Linked DNA regions of Sus scrofa: region 1 is linked to region 2. Evidence: chromatin contacts called from public HiChIP or PLAC-seq data. All regions are on one chromosome and are shown on one strand. Each heading gives the region's core, a stretch centred on a gene start, on an enhancer-like site or on the middle of the called end of the contact. The rest is flanking DNA. Distances are from core to core; before and after follow the strand shown. Region 1 overlaps PLCL1 (inactive phospholipase C-like protein 1). Region 2 holds the start of RFTN2 (raftlin-2).

The links. HiChIP or PLAC-seq counts read pairs in DNA pulled down with a chosen protein or histone mark.
Region 1: an H3K27ac HiChIP or PLAC-seq map of alveolar macrophages shows a contact between it and region 2. The contact joins the enhancer-like site here to the promoter of RFTN2 in region 2.

The regions. Positions count from the first base shown.
Region 1 is chr15:101,935,205-101,938,326 of Sscrofa11.1, reverse strand. The region is part of intron 5 of PLCL1 (inactive phospholipase C-like protein 1); the gene reads right to left. Among named protein-coding and RNA genes, the nearest start is that of PLCL1, 310 kb to the right of the region's middle. Within about 2 kb of position 1,781, at least 3 of the 83 cell types and tissues checked have an H3K27ac peak or open chromatin away from gene starts, as enhancers often do. A contact at or near this core is called in alveolar macrophages, where this site is marked.
Region 2 is chr15:101,499,156-101,502,553 of Sscrofa11.1, reverse strand. It overlaps RFTN2 (raftlin-2), which reads left to right and starts at 1,628. Exons shown (of 9, transcript XM_021075725.1): 1 at 1,628-2,390. The coding sequence starts at 2,252.

The DNA.
Region 1 (3,122 bases), core at 532-3,031, 440 kb before region 2:
CTAGTTATATACATGATTAAAAATTAAGTAAATGTATGGAGTTCCCGTCGTGGCGCAGTGGTTAACGAATCCGACTAGGAACCATGAGGTTGCGGGTTCGGTCCCTGCCCTTGCTCAGTGGGTTACGGATCCAGCGTTGCCGTGAGCTGTGGCGTAGGTTGCAGACGCGGCTCGGATCCTGCGTTGCTGTGGCTCTGGCGTAGGCCAGTGGCTACAGCTCCGATTCGACCCCTAGCCTGGGAACCTCCATATGCCGCAAGAGCAGCCCAAAGAAATAAGCAAAAAGACAAAAAAAAATTAAGTAAATGTAGTATCCTAGCTATAATACAAGGGAGAAACAAGAGAATGGTCATTTAAAACAAAACAATATGTATTTCAATATGTAAATGCCATTGCAAGCACATAAGAAACCATAGTGAAGTAGAAAAATGGACTCAAGAGAGCTAAATAAATATATTGCTCAGGTTCAAACAGAAAATAAATAAGAAGGAAATAACTAGTAATTTTAGGAAACAGAAGCTTTTTCTTCACTTCATGATTTTTTTCTTTGTATTTAGTGCATTACATTGTATGTTGCACATGTCATGTAATAGATCTTAGAAGAAGAAGAAAGCTTCTGCAGAAAAGAAGAAAATAGCTTAAGACTTAATTTGGTTTAAAAAAGAAAAAAATCTTGTAATAGGACCTCTTGAATGTCCTAGGCATAAATACTGATTTAGCACTCAAACTTCGATGTCTGACCTATGTCTTCAATATGAGTACAGTGTTGGGAAAAATTGAATAATCTTAATCTGAGCCAAGTTTTCAGAAGACTGAAATACGAAAGTAATGATAGAAGATTCATGAGTAGAGAAAGGGTGGAGAAGATGATTGTTTTTCATTTTTAGGATCTCATTGTAAGCCCTAATAGATCAGATCCAAAAAAGAAGATTATAAATGAATCAATTCATTACAGGTACCCGCTGAATGTTTTAAAGAATGCTATTAATGTGAAAATTCATCAGTTAGTTCTCAGATCCAAGGATTCTGCTTCTCTTTGCAGGACTCAGAGACCCCTAAAAACCTCCCACCTTAGATGGCTGCCCCAGATGTTACACACAAGCTGAGCGGAACCAGCACTCCAGGAGTGATGAAGGAATTCATCTGGTTCTAAGGATCCCACATTTCTGTCATATAGTAACAATCTGCCCTATAGGCTGTGAACTGTAACCATGTTGCTATTCTAATAGGTGAAATTATAGTGTCACTTGCACTGTCAGACTACTTGGGTTCAAATCCACTGATTATTAGCTTTTGGGCATTGGGCAAGGTCATTAGATGCCTGTTTGCTTATCCATAAAATGGCTATGATAATTGTACCCATCTCTAGGTGTATTCTAAGATTAAGAGAGATAATACATATGAATCATCTAGAACAATGCCTGGCATACATGGTAAACTCTAATAATTGTTAACTATTACTGTTATTCTATAAAGGGAAAATTTAAAGCTTTCAGTAAATGCAATGTTTCACTGTCAAAAATGACAATGTTATAGATGTCTACTGTATTCTACCTTCCAAAATGTGAGGAAACATAAAGTACTTTGAAGTTTAACAAAGACAAGTTGACAAAGTCAGGGGGAATATACTGTTGAGAATAAAATTCAGGATTAATCGCCCATTGGCCTATGAAAAATCACCTAACGTTTAAAGTAAAAAAGAGAAACAATTGCACTGATGTGGGAATTTTCCTTGGCGAACCTCAGAATGCGTCATCCTCTCCCCTCCAAAAGTTGGACTTTCTTATTTGTAATTGAGAAGTTACAACATTGTTCAGTGTAAAACACGGAAGCATTGCTCACTATGGGAATAAAACATTTCAAACGGCTGTTTCATTTAAGCCAGATGAGAAACAAAAAATGAACTGAAATCATCTGTCACCCAAAGAAATTAATGACAAACATTATCTTTTGTGACAGACCTGTGTTATATTTCTGAAGATATCATAAGCTAGGTTTCTGCGAGGGTGCTCTCCGTTTAAGAAGCCATCTGTCTGCTTTGGGCAAATGACTGTGAGCATAATCCACTTACAGAAAATGTCAACAAAATTGCTTCAACACCAGTGAGCTGAATAATAGAAAACCCCCAAGCTAAACCTTAAAAATATGATTCAACTATGGAAGGCTTCATGAATTTAGGTGTGTGTGGTAAGACTGGTATCCTAAGAATTATCTTGCAGTCATTTTGACAAAAGCACCATTCAGTACAACAGTTAAGTCACCGCCTGTCAATTTTCCTGTTTCTGCTCTTTCTCTCCCATTATAGTGATCATCTGCCTCTATGTCAACAGATCTAACAAGAAAGGAAAGAAGAGTAACATCAACCTTTAGGAAGGTGACAAAGGTAATTAATTGTACTTCAAATTAAACTTTTGTAACAGTTGGTCATCATCACATACACACAGACCAAAAACAAACAAACAAACAAACAAAAAAAAAAAAGCTGTTTAAAATTTCCAATATATCAAATTAACTTTCTTTGTATAATTAAGAACGCTGAAATCCAACTTCATGAGTGCTGTAAGCCAAACACACAAAGGAGCTTCTATAGAAACCTCTGCTCCACCAACTCATACTATTTCCATTTCAAAAAGATTACTTACAGTGGCTTGAAAGATGTAGGATGCCCCAAACCCCAGAGCAGACAAAGGCTATATATAGAGATAATTACTAATATTAGAAGGATATTTTAAAAATTCATTCTGTAATTTGCTTGGTAAGGTTTCACTCTAAGAAATTACTCATTCTATTGCTTAAATTATTGGTTCCTTGATTCATCCAAAAATTAAATCTACAAAAAATCTGGAACAAGAGCATAGATACAATAATAAAAGTTCAAAAATCAGGGTAAACTGATCACAAAAACGGCTTCAGCTGCCTAATGGCCACAGTGCTGAGAATTGCAGTAAGCAAGTGGTTTGCTGTGACATCTGGTCCTGTATTGCACAGCTCCAGGGGCACCATTCATACTGCCTTCTATGTGCCTGTCATTACCTGCAGCCCAATGACAGCCATATTGCATCTGGTACAGACTTGTCCTTTTATCAAGGACATGTATTCTTTATCCTCTGCCAAATCATAAT
Region 2 (3,398 bases), core at 379-2,878:
TGATATTGCTCATGCTTTTCCCTTTTCCTAGCACACGCTCCCCACCTTTTTTTTATCTCTCTTATGCATATTCATTCTTCAAGACAGCTCAGACAGCATTCTCCAAACCGAGTTAGAAGCCCCTTCTTGGGTTTCTATAATATCCTATGCTTACTTCCATATTAGCAGCTACCAAATCAAATTGAAATTATCTGTTTATGTCTTCCACCTTAAGCCTTAAGTGTCTTTAGGGCAGAGGCCATGTTTAGTCAGCTTGTGTACCCAGACAGCATCTAATATTGTGCCTCCAATATAGCAGGCAGTTATTAAGTATAATGAGTACTTAATAAATAATCTCCCAGGCACGGCAACAGGGACAAGTGAACTTCAGATATTCTACTACTGCCATCCAGGAGCTCACAGCCCATCTTACAAAAGAGGACATGAAAAATGACAGCCATGAAAGCACTAGGAATAGTCAAATGAGTCACACGAGGTTAGCGTCTGCTGTCTTTTTAGCCAAATTTACCCAAAAATTCCTTACCACCAACCACACTCATCCTTGAGACTATGAAATTTTCCTCTGTTAAAAATATTTCTAAAAAGTAAACTATTTCGAGACGAGTAAGCAGAAGGAAGGGACAAGCGGTCACATCAATCTACAGACTAAATAATCTACCCCCCTTTGAGAGTTCTCATGTGACCTCGTCTATATAACCAAAATATCTCTTCAGGCTTGTGTTTAAAAATCTGAAATGTGATCAAGGTTTATTTTGTGAATAACAGGAATGGTGGCAGAACCATTTCCTTTTTATTACTACTCTCAACTCTGTTTTATAATGTTAGCACATTAACAAATTAATGGTATTCACCAGGCGTACTGTTAAGATATGAGATAAGATTATCTCATTCGACCTTCATAACACGCTTATGAAGTAAGTACTATTATTAGCTCCATTTTATAGGGGAGGAAACTGAAACTTGAAGAGGTCCAGTAACTTGCCCAATATCACGTCTCTAGTTGGCACTAGAGGCAGGATTTGAATCCAGGAAGTCTGATTCCAGGGCTCCCAGTTTTGATGAGTGCACCATTCTACCTGACCTGTAAATAGTAAAGTACCCATTGCAGTAAATACCCATTACAATTATAAATTGTTCTTGACTTCAGGTAAATGGCAATTTCTAAGACTGAATGAATCAAATTGTCACTTTTGTTGTTGTTTTCTTTTAATTAAGGATGCTCTGGGACTTGTGGAAGTGTTTATTAGTTATTATCATAAACCTTCTAATAGTATTTTAAACTTAAAGAAGTTTAGGGAAACTAATTACCCCACATTACTCTCTCTCTCCTTTGTGATTAAATGAAGTCTTTTATTATAATATTTCATACAAACTTTTATATGTGGCAGTTTTAACTAGCATATGATTTTTCCAGCAAAAACGAAACTTCATGTGGAAAGAAATCCTGAAGAGAGCTATCTAAAAACTAAAAGTGGGTTGTTGTTTTTTTTAACTTTAACGTGTCTCCTTTTAGACTCCAGAAACAGTTTTCTCATAAAGCTGACTTCCTTTCTGGAAATGATTTTTGTTTCCAACCATGTTGAGAATCCATTTCTCTCTCCCTCTATTTCTCTCTCTCTCCCCCCCCCCCAACCCCTCTCTCTCTCTCTCTCTCTGTCTGTGTCTCCCTCTGTCTCTCTCTCTGTCTGTCTGTCTCTCTCTCTCCCTTCTTGCTTGGTAGTAACTAGGAAGAAGGAGGGGTGGGCACAGGAAAAAGGGAAAAGAGAAAACAGAAAAAGAATTGCATGCCACTATGTCTGAATATATCCTCTACTTGTAGATAATTCCATCTAATTTGCACTTTTGTCTTTTTATTTCCGTTTTTGGACACCTCCTTTATCATCCAGCCAACTGGGATAGACAAAGCACTGTTGGTGCCCTGAGCGACAGAACTCTGGTAGGGGGCTGGCTGTAAATTGACGTGGCATGGAAATTCTTCGCTAAGTTGTAGCAGCTTGCATGTTTCTCCTAAGAGCAAGCCCAGCCTCCCGGAGCTGTAGCTTAATCATCATGGGTTCAACGACTTTACAGAAAAATGGATAGAAGTCTTCTGCTCCTTTCTTTGGACTCAAATGTTTTCTTTTTGAATATCTATGATTTAGCTGAAAAAATCAAAGCAGTTAAGTCTGTAACTTTCTTTTTGCAGCTTAAACAACAGAATTTGCTGCTCTCCCTCCCCTATCCTGCAATTTAATTCCTTACAGATTTTGCCATGGGGTGCGGACTTAGAAAGCTAGAAGACCCTGATGATAGCAGCCCTGGAAAAATATTTTCTACCCTGAAGAGACCGCAAGTGGAAACAAAGGCAGAATTTGCTTACGAATATGTATTGCTGGATTTTACTTTACAAGGTACTTTTTGCTTCTTTTTATTTGTTTAATGAAAGATTTCAAAGATAAGGGACTACTGGTTTTTTTAAGTATTGGTTCGTGAATTTTTAAACTGCCCTTCATAATCAGATTGTACAGTCAATCTAACAGTAATGCTTTGTTTCTTCCACTCTGAAAGATTTTTGTTTTGTTTGCTTTGTTTTTTTGTAAATTTGGTTCTTATGTACTTTATAAAATTAGAAAAAGTTCTTGGAAATATGTCTTTCATTTTTAAATCAAGTGCTTATTTGTAGAAGGATATATGAAAAAGATTTGATTTCCAAGCCAAACAGCTATACCCTTAATGACAGTCTGTGTTTTGAAAAAAGATCTGCAAGGCACAAGAAGGTAGCATACAAGAAATATTACTTGCATCATGTAGACGAGTGTTTGCTAAGACAATTCCGAGGTTTCCAGCTATGGTTAAATGTTCTGATTGTGCTAGTCACTTGATATTTTTGACCAAACTAAACTTGAAGTTTGAAAATACAGTAAAAAAGAAAAAAGGGGGGAAAAAATAGTCTTCTGTAAGACACTTCCTTTGCTTGGTGCCTAACAGAGAAACTCCCTGTTCCAGAAAGTTGGAAACACAAATAAACAAGCCCAGATGGCAGCCCTGTGCAAGGAACAGAGGCAGCTCTACTTCACAAATACTTTGCCTCACTTCTTTGGGAAACTTCAGAGTTCTGTACAACCACAATGATAAAACTGCATTTTTTTAAAAGAGCAGAACTATGTCTTTAATTACAGGATACTAAGAATGAAATTTCGAGTGTCTTGCTTGCTGTTAGAATTTCCAGATGTCAGTATCTTAAGCTCTTATTACGAAGTTATACTTTTAATTCTAATAAGCCACAAATTTTATCAGTTAATAGAAGGCTTATACTAAGTAAATTATCATACTGGATATTATGTTAATTTCTTTTCAACTTAAACACAAATTCTCTATTTTTTGGTTGCTCTATGAACAGTGCATCTTTGTGCAAGAGC